2 separate regions of the Mus musculus genome follow, and region 1 is linked to region 2. The links are chromatin contacts, called in public HiChIP or PLAC-seq maps. All regions are on one chromosome and are shown on one strand. Each heading gives the region's core, a stretch centred on a gene start, on an enhancer-like site or on the middle of the called end of the contact. The rest is flanking DNA. Distances are from core to core; before and after follow the strand shown. Region 1 holds the start of Mfsd14a (major facilitator superfamily domain containing 14A). Region 2 overlaps Cdc14a (CDC14 cell division cycle 14A).

Region 1 (6,289 bases), core at 1,768-4,267, 290 kb before region 2:
GAGGCAGAATGATCTTTGTGAGTTCCAGGCCAGCCAGTCCTACGTGGTGTGACCATGTCTCAGAAAAAAACAAAATGGAATTCAGGTCTTCTCTGCATGGTTATTAGTGCAACAGAAATAGGCTCATTAGTTTTTATTTGTATTTGTATCCAGTTTTATGATTTTTTTTTTTTTTTTTTTGGTTTTTCGAGACAGGGTTTCTCTGTATAGCTCTGGCTTACCTGAAACTCACTTTGTAGACCAGGCTGGCCTCAAACTCAGAAATCCGCCTGCCTCTGCCTTCTGAGTGCTAGGATTAAAGGCGTGAGCCAGCACACCCGGCCTTTGTATCTAGTTTTATAAATGTAAGCTTTTATTATTGAATTCGCCTTTTTTTTTTTTTTACCAAACTCAAAACTTAAAAACTATGTAAGTGAAACATTACAGTTCACAAAGAAGTCTGCATAGTTCCTATGTTTGTCCCACTCCATTGGCAAGTGCCTTCTGTGGGGAGTAATTTCCACCAGGTTATAGCTCGGTTTCTTTCTGAAAGGCAAGCATATGTGTCACTACGTTTACAGTGCTGCTTTTCCTGCACGATCGTGTTCTCTGTTCTGTAAGGCTTTTTCTGAGCTCTGTGTATTCAGTGATCACCTTGATACCTACTTTGCTTTGGGGCTCATTTGCTAACTTGTTTAAACTATTTTCATGCTTTGGCTCTCACCTAATTGTCCATGTGCCTAAGTAAATTCACTGACACTCAAGGATTTGAACACTGACATCCTTGTTCTACCCTGTCAGATCTTTTTGGGTATGTTATTTCTATTTAATGGGAGCATACACACTATTTTTTAAATCCTAGTCTTAAAAAGAACCGGTGAGCACTATTGTAGGTATTCAAATAGCTTGAATAACTGACAATAACCAATCATATTTTAAAAGTAACTTTGATATAGCTGAAGTATGATTTTTGGAGGTCATAAAAAGTTGGAGTAACCACATAGTATTTTTTTCCAGTCTTTCATTTTATTTTGTTTTTGGTTTTTCGGGACAGGGTTTCTCTGTATAGCCCTGGCTGTCCTGGACCTCACTCTGTAGTCCAGGCTGGCCTCGAACTCAGAAATCCGCCTGCCTCTGACTCCCAAGTGCTGGGATTAAAGGCGTGCGCCACCACGCCCAGCTCAGTCTGGTTTTCATGTAGCCTGGGGCTAACCTTGAATTTGCTGTAGAGGCTGGCCTTGAACTCCTGGTCACACTGTCTCTACAACACAAATGCCAGGACCGAAGATATGCACCACCACGCCTACCTTAGAACAACCTTCTTAATCCTCTACACCCATGCAAAATATGATCTCGGGATTTAGTTATGAAGTTTCTCCCACTCTCAACAGCTTGAAGTTGGACTTCAAGGAAGTTTCTATATGAGAATTTTATTTTTAAAGTAAGTATGATGAAAATCCTTACCACCCAAGATGCTTTTCTTTCCCCATCCATGAAAACTGGCTTATTTTCCATTTCTTGTCAGCATGCAAGTAGAAGAAACAGAACATCCAACCAGGTTTATTTTTAACATTTTATTTTGAAATTTACAGAAAAGCTACAGTAACCCTCACATGTGTGCCCCCTGCTTTCTCCTTTACCTTGTCTAATAGTTACTTAGGCCATGTAATAAATAGCCTGATGTTCAGTGGCCTGAAGAATCCACCCACACCCAGGCTGCTCTCAGATTTGTCCTTGAATTCCTGATTCTCCTTCATGCCAGGATCTAGGCATCCACTTCTATGCTGGGTTCACTGATTGTTGGTGATAGAATCCGCAGCCCTATGCTTACAGGAAAAGCACTCCAAAAGAACCAGCTACAGCCCCATCCCAGTAATGTGGCTAAGCTGGGTATTCATAGCTGAAGGTCTCATAAAGTTTGCAGTCAGCTCAAGGCTTGACCAGGCATAGAGGATCTCGTTCCAAGATAATCCACAAAGCTTTGAAGGAGATTTCAGCTCAACGGCAGCACCTCTCCATAGTTCCTCTGGTATTATGGCATAACAATCGGCAACCCCTGACTGGAGTAAATGAAGAGCCTAGCAAAAACATACAGTACCTTTTATGACCTCTCCTCTAAAGTCAGTGCTGTCATTTCTGCTTTGCCCTGTTAAAACAAGGTCATCCATCACTAACCAGGCCACAAGCCAGGAGAGGGAGGGAGCCCCTTCCACTTCTCCCAGGGAGGAATATCACTGAGTTTGGGAACATTTATCTTACTTAGAGCCACCACATCCAGGATCGCTGTTGCCACAGTTTGGTTTGTTTCCAGTTCCCCTTTATCGAACAGTTTGATGGGGGAAAGCATGTGTTGTGCTCGTTCATACCTAGCACTGAAGGTATATTTAAAGGAAAGTTTTCCAACAGTTACCAAAATGAAGACTTTGCTAGACATGGTGGCACATGACTTTGATCACAATATGGGAGGTAGTCAGGGAGATCTCTCAGTTTGAGGCCAGCCTGGTCTACATAATGTGCTGCCTCAAAGTAAATGTCAGTACTGTTAATATCACATTTCATATTCCACCTGTCTGCTCTTTCTACCAGTCTTCTAGTCAAACCAATTTTTAAAAGCCTATAAAGTATGGCATCTAGTTTACACTGGGAGAGAATGTACTGGTACGTGGGGGTATGTAAGCCAGCATGACCTAGCTGGGCATCAGATCAACAGCTAAAACTCCTCTACCTGCTACTGACCATTCCTGGAAAACTTTCCCGTTGTCCCCTTCAATTCTGTTTTGGTGGGGATGCATTTGATGCGGATGCTATTAGCCTGGGACGCCTGAGCATCTGAGAAACTATTTGTCAGATTTGAGTAGGTAAAAACTTTTCGGAACTTGAGTTCATCTGTGAAGGAAAAACTGTTAAAATAGCCATCGCTCAGCGCCTTAGAGGGCAAAAGCTAGGCAGCCAAAGCACCTGGCTCCACCCGCTCCCGCGGCACCTCCCAGTCCTCCGCTATTGCAGGGTTGGAGGGGCGTGCCCGCACTGCGGGGGCGTGGCTGCGTCACGGGGGCGTGGCGAGCGACTCAGCCGATCGCACGATGTGACGCGCCGCCCGAGGCAGGCCGGGCCCTCAAGATGGCGGCGTGCGCCCTGAGCGGCTCGGCCCGGCAGTAGTGGCGGGACCGCACTCGCCGCTGGGGCCGCCCGCCCCCTGAGTGGCTGCTGCAGCGCCGGGAGTCGAGGATGGTAAAATGACCCAGGGGAAGAAAAAGAAACGGGCCGCGAACCGCAGTATCATGCTGGCCAAAAAGATCATCATTAAGGACGGAGGCACGGTGAGTGCTGCTGGTTCCGCGCCGCAGGACGGCCCGGGTGCGGGCCCGGCTCGCTCTTCCCCCCGCTTCCGCCTTCGCTGGGCCGAGAGCGCCCTGCCCTTCCGTGCCGCCGGCGCTGCCGCGGTCTCGGCCTGCGGCCTCCGCGGCCTGGCTCCCCTGGACGCTGCTGGTACCTCCGGCGGGGCACTGCGTCTCGGAGCCTGCGGCCTCGGCCCACGTGCGCCCGGCCTCGGGGAGGAGGCGGCGGCCCCTCCGCAGCCTCGCCAGGCCCAGCGCGGCGCGCGGGGAGGCTGGGCAGCCTTGCGCTCCGTATGCTGTGGCGGGTGGCCGCCGCCGCGGCCCGCTGGGCCAGGGTACGTGCGTTGTCCCATCGCGGTCGCCGGGAGCCGGAGCAGCGGCTTGGAGCTGTTCGGCTACCTTGTCGGGGAGTGGGCTCGTCCCCTCTCCCGGCGTCGGAAGCCTGACCTTCCCTGGGGCCCTCTCCGTTAGAGAAATCTTCACCTTGTGCCTCAAAATAAGTCTTTAGAATTGGTCATGGCGTGAGGATCGGAGACAGATTCTGGCAGGCGGACTGAGGCTAAAAATGTGCCTTTTAGACAGTCGTTACTCGCAGAAAACTTTATGCACTGTGCAGTGTGCTACCAGACGTCGATATAGGATTTGTCATTGGAAAACAAACGTACACTTTTGTTGTGCTGTGTGTTTGTAGCGTTACACTCTGATCTTTGCTGACTCCTTTGGTATCGCGTTCCGAAATAGAATGGAAAAGTAAGATGTGTCTCTGTGGTGAAGTTGCAGACATTGTTTCTTTCCATTTGTTTGTAGTTTAATGGAGCCTTGATCAATGCTAGCAAAGCACTAAATATGTAAGTAGGCCACCGCGGAGGATTTGCTGAAATCAGTTTGAAATAAATGACAACTTTCTTTTGACATTTGAGAACATGGCCTAGTCCAACTGCCATCATTTAGAAAGCTTGGGACATATGGAACGATTTCGGAATATGTTCAGTTAACTGTCAGATTTATTAGTTGTCATAGCTTTGACTTTTAGTGAAAAAAGAGGGTTCAGAGCTTTCCAGATTTTCTTACTGTACCTGATCAAAGTATTACTTTGATGAATTCTCATTAGCTGTCTTGACCAAGTTAGTAGGAGCTATACTGGGAGGAAAGAATATCGTTGTCAGGTTTAGAGAGAGAAACTTATAACGAAGCATATTTTCAAAAACCAGGTGCTATTTAAGACCAATCTTTGCAAAAGACAAGAAGCAAGATAATTAAGGAGCAGACCTTTTTTTTTTTTTTTTTTTTTTTTTTTGGTTTTTCGAGACAGGGTTTCTCTGTATAGCCCTGGCTGTCCTGGAACTCACTTTGTAGACCAGGCTGGCCTCGAACTCAGAAATACGCCTGCCTCTGACTCCCGAGTGCTGGGATTAACGGCGTGCGTCACCATACCCGGCAGGAGCAGACCTTTTATAATGTTTGGATTTTTGTCTGGTTTGCTCTGTAAAATATTTTTTTGATGAGATAGTAGGGATCAAACTTAGAGCTCATGTCAGCCTCCAGAAGAGTCATTCCAAATTCTGACTTTGAGAAGAGATACATGTTTTTGTTGTTGTTGGGATTTTGCTTTGTGTCTGAGGACAGATCTCAGGTCGTTCAGAAAGACTTCAGACTTAGGACCCTCCTACTTGTGCTTCCCAAGTGCTGGGATTATAGGTGTGTGTGCTGCCATGCCTGGCGAGAAGAGGTTCTGTTTGTTTAAGTCTTTTTGCTATTTATAAAGATATAGCAAATTTCTAGCTTGCTTTAGTACACAAAATACTTTTTACTAGTAAAAATGTCTTGGTGGCACACTAAATCAATGAAAACTTTCCTTGAAAGTCAGGTCTTAAGAACATCGTCCTTTCCCATCTTACTCTGCCTCACTTTCCTTTTCATTCTGCCTTTTTTTTTTTTTAAGATTATTTATGAGCCAGGTGGTCATTCCAGCACTCGGGAGGCAGAGGCAGGTGGAGCTCTGTGAGTTCAAGGCCAGCCTGGTCTACCGAGTAAACTCCGTTCAGCCAAGACTCCACAAAGAAACCCTGTCTCAAAAACAAAACAAAGATGTACACACACACATGTGGAGAGCTGTGAGCAATCGCACACACAAGTGTTTTTGCCTAAATGTATGTATGCGTTCAGCATGATTGCCTGGTGTCTGAGGAGGTCAGAAGAGGGAATTCCGTCCTCTGGGTTTGAGCTGCCGTGTGAGAGCTGAGAAACAGTACTCTGCAAGAGCCACAAGTGCAGCTCAGCCAGAATGGCTAAGCCACTCCTCCAGTTTCCATTCTTTTGTTTTGTTTTGTTTTTTTTTCAGGACAGGGTTTCTCTGTGTAGCCCTGGCTGTCCTGGAACTCACTCTGTAGACCAGGCTGGCTTCGAACTCAGAGATCTGCCTCCCAAGTGCCGGGATTAAAGGCGTGCGCCACCATGCTTTTAATAGTACCGGCAGTTTCCATTCTTAAGCACACCGGTACTATCTCTTGTCATCATTGAATCCCACTGGGCCTCTAGTATATGGGTGGGTAGATGGATGGATAGCTTGTGTGTGTGTGTGTGTGTGTGTGTGTGTGAGAGAGAGAGAGAGAGAGAGAGAGAGAGAGTGTTTGGTTTAAGGTGACACTGCTTTTCTGCCTGTCTACGTATATAAATTAGACTACTCTTGTGAACATTGCTTTGATTTCACATGTATGGATGTTTTGCCTGCATATATGTCTCACCATGTGAGTGCTGAAGAGAAGAGGGCATCAGATCCCCTGGAACTGGAGTTATGGTTGGTTGTTAGCTGCCATATGGGTCCCAGAAATCAAACTAGGGTCCTGTGAAAGAGCTGGTGGCAGGTGAGCTTTACTCCTGGGCATTTCTCCAGTCTTCACCACTCCAACCCACCCCCTTTGTTAAGGGAAAAATTGACTGGTTTCCTCTTGTGTGTTGTGTTGTAGATCGTT
Region 2 (6,841 bases), core at 887-3,386:
TGAAATTTATTCTGCCCCATCATGACAGCTTAAGTGTTAACCTGTCTGTCTTTTCTGTTCTCACTTTTATGTCCTGAAAGTATAACTCAGTGTCTACAAGTCACCACATGAACACAGAGGCAGATGCACTACTTGAGCTGTAAAGGACCTTAGCAAATCCTGTTGATGCTGTCTTGAAATTTCATTGATTTTTTTTTTTTTTCCATTAAAGCTGATAGTTGTGTGCTTGTTTGTGGCTCTGAAGAAATAGCCACGGTCTTTAATGTTCTAATGCTGGTAACAATGGTTTTCAGCAATTGCTGTGTGTCAGAAACACCTGTAAATAATCGTAGTCAGAGCTCATATTTAGTGAGTTTGAATCTTAAGCAAGCAGGTCTGGATGGCTATATCTTGAAACAGCTTCAAAGTTTTCGTTGTTGCCTGTGAAGTGTACTGAAAACTGGGAGCATCTCCTGCATTGAAAAACTGGATATATGCAAGGGATGCTCTATGGGGTCAGAAGCATGTTAGCCTTGATGTTGGCATTATCCGTGGTTCCCGTATCAGTGACTCTTTGTTGAACCAAGATAAGAATTGTCTGTATTGGAATTATGGGAAATTCTCTGCCTTGATCCTTTTCCTGTCCTCTGCCCCTTCCTCATTTCCCTTTCACTGGTAAACCGGGGCTTCAAGTCTTGATGCGACAGAGACGTGAGGGAGAACAGCTGACCATGGGGCGAGGATGGATATGTCTGCTGGATTTTTAGAAAATGTGATGTGTATTCACTAAAGTGAGCCGGAATGGGGGTCAGAGGTGAGGCAGGGTGTGTGGGGATGGGGGTGGGAATTCCTAGTAGCTACAAGGAAGGAAGATGTATTTTCTATAAAGTAAGTGTGTGGTAAGGTAGGTCTGTGGTTGCCTTTACTTGTCTGTGTTCTCGTTTGTGGAAATTAGTGAGCGATGGCATGTAGGAACCTGCTTACTTCAAAACAAGACCTTTGCATGCTTAAGAGGGATCAATTCTTTTCTCTTCTTGAAGGACAATCTTGTCATGTGGCATTTGTTTGCAAAGTTCAGGCTAATGTACAGACAAATGACCACAGGATCTGTTCTGTAAACACCCACCTAGTGGGGCAAGCTCTTGTTTCTCCTGCATTCTCCAAGCAACAACTCTTTGGTAAACACTGGAAGAGAACAACCAGTTCCTTGTTTGAGTCCATTGTTAGTTTTCTCTTCTTGAGTAAGTTCAAAGAGAAGGCGCTTACACATTACCAGGCAGGAGCTGTGAGACCTGAGTTGTATGCAGTGTGGCTCTGCCTTGAAAGTTTGCCTTAACATCTCCCCCGCAAACTCCTCAAAACCCAGAGAAAACCAGGAGAAAGATATTTGAAAATGTTTTGAAATTGCTTATTATTTTTGAGATAAGGTCTTGTGATGTCACCCAGGCTGGCTTCAAACCTGAGCTCCCTGTGTCTTGATCTCTGAGTGCTGGTGTTACAGGCACACTCTGCTACATTCAACTAAAAATTTAACTTAGAGAACACTGTTGTTGTTTAATGTTCCTTGGTTACATGATCTGGTTACTGAATGAACACTGAGAGCCTGGTTTACCTTCTCCATTCCTGGCAGATCTCAGGCCATGGTTTGATGGAAAACATCCAATCTTGACTGGGCTCCATCTCTGCTTTGCAGCCCTCTTGCTGTGTGTGCTCAGAAAGTGTTTCCTTCCCAACAGTTCCCATTTGTTACCACAAGGAAAATCTCTCCTCTTATCTCTGCCCCACTTCTCATTGCCCCAGGTTTTAAATCAGCCTTAGATAAAAATGTCAAATATTAAGGAGAGTTATGCATTTTGAAATAGAATTGACATAAATATAATACAATACTGTTAAAACAATTGAAGTAGTTCAGATTTCAATGTAGAGTCACTGAGAATGTACTCATTCATTCCCTCACGGTTTCCTTATTTTTAAGATTTTACTTTTATTTATTATTATTTTGTGTGCGAGTGAGTGCGGGCAGGCACACATGTGCCCTGGTGAACTCCGAGGTTAGAGGTCAGAGGGCAACTTTGTGGAGTCTGTTTCTCCTTTCACTTTTACATGGTTTCTGGAGACTGAACACAGGTTGCCAGGTTGTCATCACTGGCTTCAACTTTGAGCTTTGATCTTGGGTAAAGTATATCCGGAGTTTGAGATATTTGCCTTTTTAAGTAAGCTTTGAAGTGTAGTTCATTTGTAAGTGAAAGAGTTATCATACAAAATGACAGATGTTTGAAAAACTTAAATGTTTAATCATGACTTACATCAGCCACTAGTATCTTGATCATAAACATGTTCTGATTTGAGCCTGATTTGAACCGAGTTTTACCTAGAGGTTGCCTTCTGACAGTGACTGATAGGTTATACACAGGCATATGCTTACCTGGGTATACATGTATGTAACATGTAACCTGTGGTTACTCCAGGAATATGAAGGACTTAGGTACTCTAGGGGCCACACATTTTCTTCCATCCCCCATTCTGTTTTTTTTTTTTTTTTTTTTTTCATGTGGAAGAGGTTTTATTGGGAGCGAGAGACAAGGTGGCAGCAGAAAGAGAAGAAGAGGAAAAGAGAGAGGGGAAGATTTTCTATTGGTGTGGTTTTCTTCGGTTTGCTTGGCAAAGGCTTGGCCTACGTCCTTATGATTTAACTGTCGGTGATGTGTGTGTTGGCACATGGGCTCGAATCAGGCATAAGCAGTCCACGGTGTCATTGAAACAGTTCTAGCAAGAGATGTGCGACTGTCCCAGTCGCATCATCAGCTCTGGAGAGACATCTATTCAGGCTGATTATGAAAATTCTGCTTTCCATGAAATTAAATGAGGAGACACATGTGGCTAATATCTGCAATCCTCCCAAAAAACAGCCCATCAAAGGCTCCCGCTAGCTCCACTCTGGTTGTATCCATGAGAGAGGTGGAAGGAGTGTTTCTCATCCAAATGAATTTTGAGATAAACACAATCGTGTCTGCTGCTTGTCATCTGTCTACTTAACCCAAACTCCAGATGAAAATGTAGAGATGTCATGAGGGCATTTCAGAGCAAACAGAACCTCAGACAAACAAACGAAGTCACAGCCCATTTCTATGAAGATGTGGGATGAAGGATTTTTAGGGTAGACGTAAGTGATGGGGTGGTGATGTGAGGCCCAATTCTGCTTCCCCCTTACGGTACATTGTGTCTCCATCTTTGTTAGGCAGTACTGTGTTCTTCGTTGCTGACTTCCTGGTCTGTGGTTTCTATTGGATTGGAAGGGTTTTCTATATACTGGCTTCAACCAGACTGCAGAAGATAAGATTCGGTCTTATTATTGTGTTTTAATTAGAATACCGAGCCTGGTAGATTTAAAGTAGACCAGACGCAGGCCGTTGGGAACACAGTGGGTTTCTGCTTCGTAACCACAGGCTTGCCTATTTAATGTCCTCAATTGTTCCACTCTGAGTATTTCTGCTTCTGTAAGTTAGAACAAAAGTGAAATTGTCTGTGCATCTCACAAATAAGTAGGTTTTTTTTCCTTTTTTTTTTTTTTAAATTATCAAGTTGAATGGAGTTATTGTTTTTCTTGTCACTGGATAGAATGGCAGGATATGAATAAGAAGAAAATGTTACAAAACATTAAAAATTTAAACATCACTGTTTGGGCTTGTTTATGACAATTAAAATTGAAATCTGTCTTCAGGAAATAGTTTACAAATTAAGGACCTTGACATTTAAAAAGTCTGAGAACCAAGTCTTAGGCACCAAGGACAAAGCTTAAAAAAAATTCATGACGTTGGCTTTTTGCAAACTTTTTTTTTTTTGAGATGTGCCTTCTGTGGTATCTGTAATCTTTACAGGTAATTGAAGTGTTTTTCTCCCTAGTCTTGGCCATTTTGTTCTGTTGTTCATAAAAGTTCATGAAAGTTCAAATACAGAAGCCATAAGTCTGAATAGTAACACCTCTCTCTCCTTGACATGGACGTGGTTCGAGAGACACAGGGGTCAGCCACAGCGGCGATGCTGAGATGCTTTGAGAGTGGATTTGATAAATCCAGGGGCTGGTGACATTTACTTCAATGTTCATGCTGAGGCTTGGACTGAGAGAGGCACCGGTGCCTCCATTAAACCGAGAGGGTTTCCCTGGATGATGGCCTCATCGTCCTGATTTTAGCACCCCATCATGTCCCCATGGTCCTATGCTTCGGCAGCCATTTGGACTTAGCTCTATGAACCATTCAGATCTAAATTCACACAGATACAGGTGGCAGTATGAGTTTCCTTGCCGCTGCCACAGAGTATCTGGCAGGAGCGTCCTAAGAGAGGGGACTGATTTTCTCCCATGGTTTTGGATATTTTAATACATAGATCCCAGTCCTGTTGATCCAAGGTGAGATGGAGAATCACAGTGGTGGGAAGATGGAGGACAGGAACCAGAGAATGAGGAAGGGATTGGGGGTCTAGGTATAACATGCGCCGCCATACCCTAATGACTGACTTCCTCCAATGAGGAAGTTCTCATAGAAGTCCATGAGAGACATCTGACATTTAAACCGTAAGAGTGGAGAAAAGAGAAAATATTGTGAGGCTAATTGGATCTCTTGTCTGTATTCCCTTACTGTGGTAGAGTTATATGTCAGGTACAGGTAGAAGTCTGCTACGCGTTTATTACACTGTTTAATATCTCTCTAACAAACAACATACAACCTAGCGATGTCTCCGTGACACTTTGACCTTCTGTCTGGGGGAAGTTCATGGTCCAGGAATGTCCCCTCTTCACACTTCCTGAAACAGAAGTATAGAGAATTAATTAATTAAATTAATCAATCACAAGGCAAAAGAGCCTACCTCTGAACCTAGGCATCTTAGCTCCTGACCATTGGGCTTGGTTATCACACTCTCCATTTTGGGAATCAGTGTTTTCGAAAGTATTTCTTTACAAAGAAATCTATTTATTGTTTGTGCTATGACCAACCATTTTTAGAGCACTTTTTATGTGCATTGTGCTGAGCCTTGCAGATCTTAAGACATGAAAATTACCTTCACTAGCATTTACAGCCTAGCTAGAGATAAAAACAAAATCAGATAACCTTAGAAACAAACTACAGTAGGAATGTGAAGAAGCAGGGCTAGAAAGATGGTTCCGCAGTTAAAAGTCTGAGGCCTCAGCCTTGGGTTACATGAGACCCTTTTAAGAAAACAAAATGTAAGCATAGTACCCGAGTTAAATCTCGGCGACCCACATGGTGGAAGGAGAGAACTGGCACTTGGCAAGGGGACTTGGAGGTCCTCTAACCTCCACTGACCTCCCATTGTGCACAATAATGTAATAAAAAACAAAACAAAACAAAAACCAAAAAAAACCCTAGCTGGGTGGTGGTGGTGGCGCACGCCTTTAATTCCAGCACTTGGGAAGCAGAGGCAGGTGGATTTCTGAGTTGGAGGCCAGCCTGGTCTACAGAGTGAGTTCCAGGACAGCCAGGGCTACACAGAGAAACCCTGTCTCGAAAAACAAAAACAAAACTAAGAAATCTGTGCTCATGTTAATTCATATTTGTGATTAGATAATAAAAATACCCTTGAGACCTCATACATTTTCTCAGAGTAGCCTTGAATGTTAGCAGTGGATTTTCTGTTATTTTGCTCAATATATTAGTTGTTCAGAAGAGGGAAAGAAGCAGAGAACAACCTTCCCCAGGTAGGTTCTGCCCCTGTGACACTGCCACTGTGACTTGAAATCAACATTCTGGCCAGTTCTGAGTCAATTAAATTTCTTTCCAAAGAGATGTCCAGGAAACTGATGCTACAACCCGAAAATAGTTGAGAACTAAGGTCATCTGGGTATGACCCCCAACCCCTACCCCCAAAGAGATTATCTCTAAAAGCTATCAGACTAGACAATCAGGCTTAGCAGCAGGTATCTTTGTTCACTAAGCCGTTTTATCAGCTCCTTAGATTTCTATTAAAGGCATATCAAAGTTATATGTAAGTATGTTTCTTTCAGTAGTGAACTCTTTTCTTATTAAAAGATAGTAATACTCCCCAGAGAAAGCTAGAAGTATTATAAGGCTCAAGGCAGCAGCTCCATGGGAAGATCATTACCAAATTTACAGTCTGGCTTGGACTTCTATGTGAAAGCAATGATCGTTTCTCAGAACCACAGATTGCACAGTAGGGAGAGCAGGTTGTCAAAGTGCAGGAATAGAGTTGCAAATCTCAAGTTGTTTCTGAAAACCATACATATTATTTTTTTATAGGTTTTATGGATCTCGTGACAATAGGCTCTAGCTTAAAAGATAGTTTTAAAAATACTGCACGTAAATTCCGAGAACATTTTAAGTAGTGTCTTGGGTGGTCTGGTATTCTGTGAAGTTAGGAGAGATTGCTAATTTGATATATCGTCAGTGTGTGATATGCATACAGATGCTTTAAATTTTATGTTATGTATTGTAATATTCCTTTCTGTGTTGGTTCAGTGACAGGTTGCCCACTTGTAATGCTATCAAGTACTTTAAATCACATTGGTTTCTGGTAACGGAGTGTCTCTACAAAGAGACTTGGTAGTATGTGGTGATATGTAAGAGTTAGTCCATGATAATTAAAGCTTTGGCATCAGTGCTTATTTATAAACATTATAGATTATTTTAATTTGTAGTACTATAATTTTTCTTATATTTTTCAATAAAACCCCTTTGTCTCCTGAATAGTATGTGTTACAGTCCTGCCTCTCAGGGATCATGTGACAAATGGAAAAGTCTTTGGTTTCTGGCATTGAAATTAATAAGATAGAAAACAAATCACTTTGATTAGTAGACTCATATTCAGTTAAAATAGGTACATATAT

The links. HiChIP or PLAC-seq counts read pairs in DNA pulled down with a chosen protein or histone mark.
Region 1: a contact with region 2 is called in a CTCF HiChIP or PLAC-seq map of CD8 T cells, with 6 read pairs. The contact joins the promoter of Mfsd14a here to the enhancer-like site in region 2. A contact is called at or near these places in 2 of 39 promoter capture datasets (the C10 cell line and cranial neural crest), 2 of 15 datasets of contacts at CTCF or cohesin (CD8 T cells and the NIH/3T3 cell line), 2 of 484 Hi-C or Micro-C datasets (CD4 T cells and nephron progenitors), 6 of 115 datasets of contacts at active chromatin or transcription factors (effector CD8 T cells, embryonic stem cells, intestinal villus epithelium and 3 more) and 2 of 9 other capture datasets (adipose tissue and liver).

The regions. Positions count from the first base shown.
Region 1 is chr3:116,659,405-116,665,693 of GRCm38.p6, reverse strand. It overlaps Mfsd14a (major facilitator superfamily domain containing 14A), which reads left to right and starts at 3,017. Exons shown (of 12, transcript NM_008246.2): 1 at 3,017-3,299. The coding sequence starts at 3,216.
Region 2 is chr3:116,369,971-116,376,811 of GRCm38.p6, reverse strand. The region is part of intron 4 of Cdc14a (CDC14 cell division cycle 14A); the gene reads left to right. Among named protein-coding and RNA genes, the nearest start is that of Cdc14a, 51 kb to the left of the region's middle. Within about 2 kb of position 2,136, at least 42 of the 459 cell types and tissues checked have an H3K27ac peak or open chromatin away from gene starts, as enhancers often do. A contact at or near this core is called in CD8 T cells, effector CD8 T cells, intestinal villus epithelium and 2 more, where this site is marked.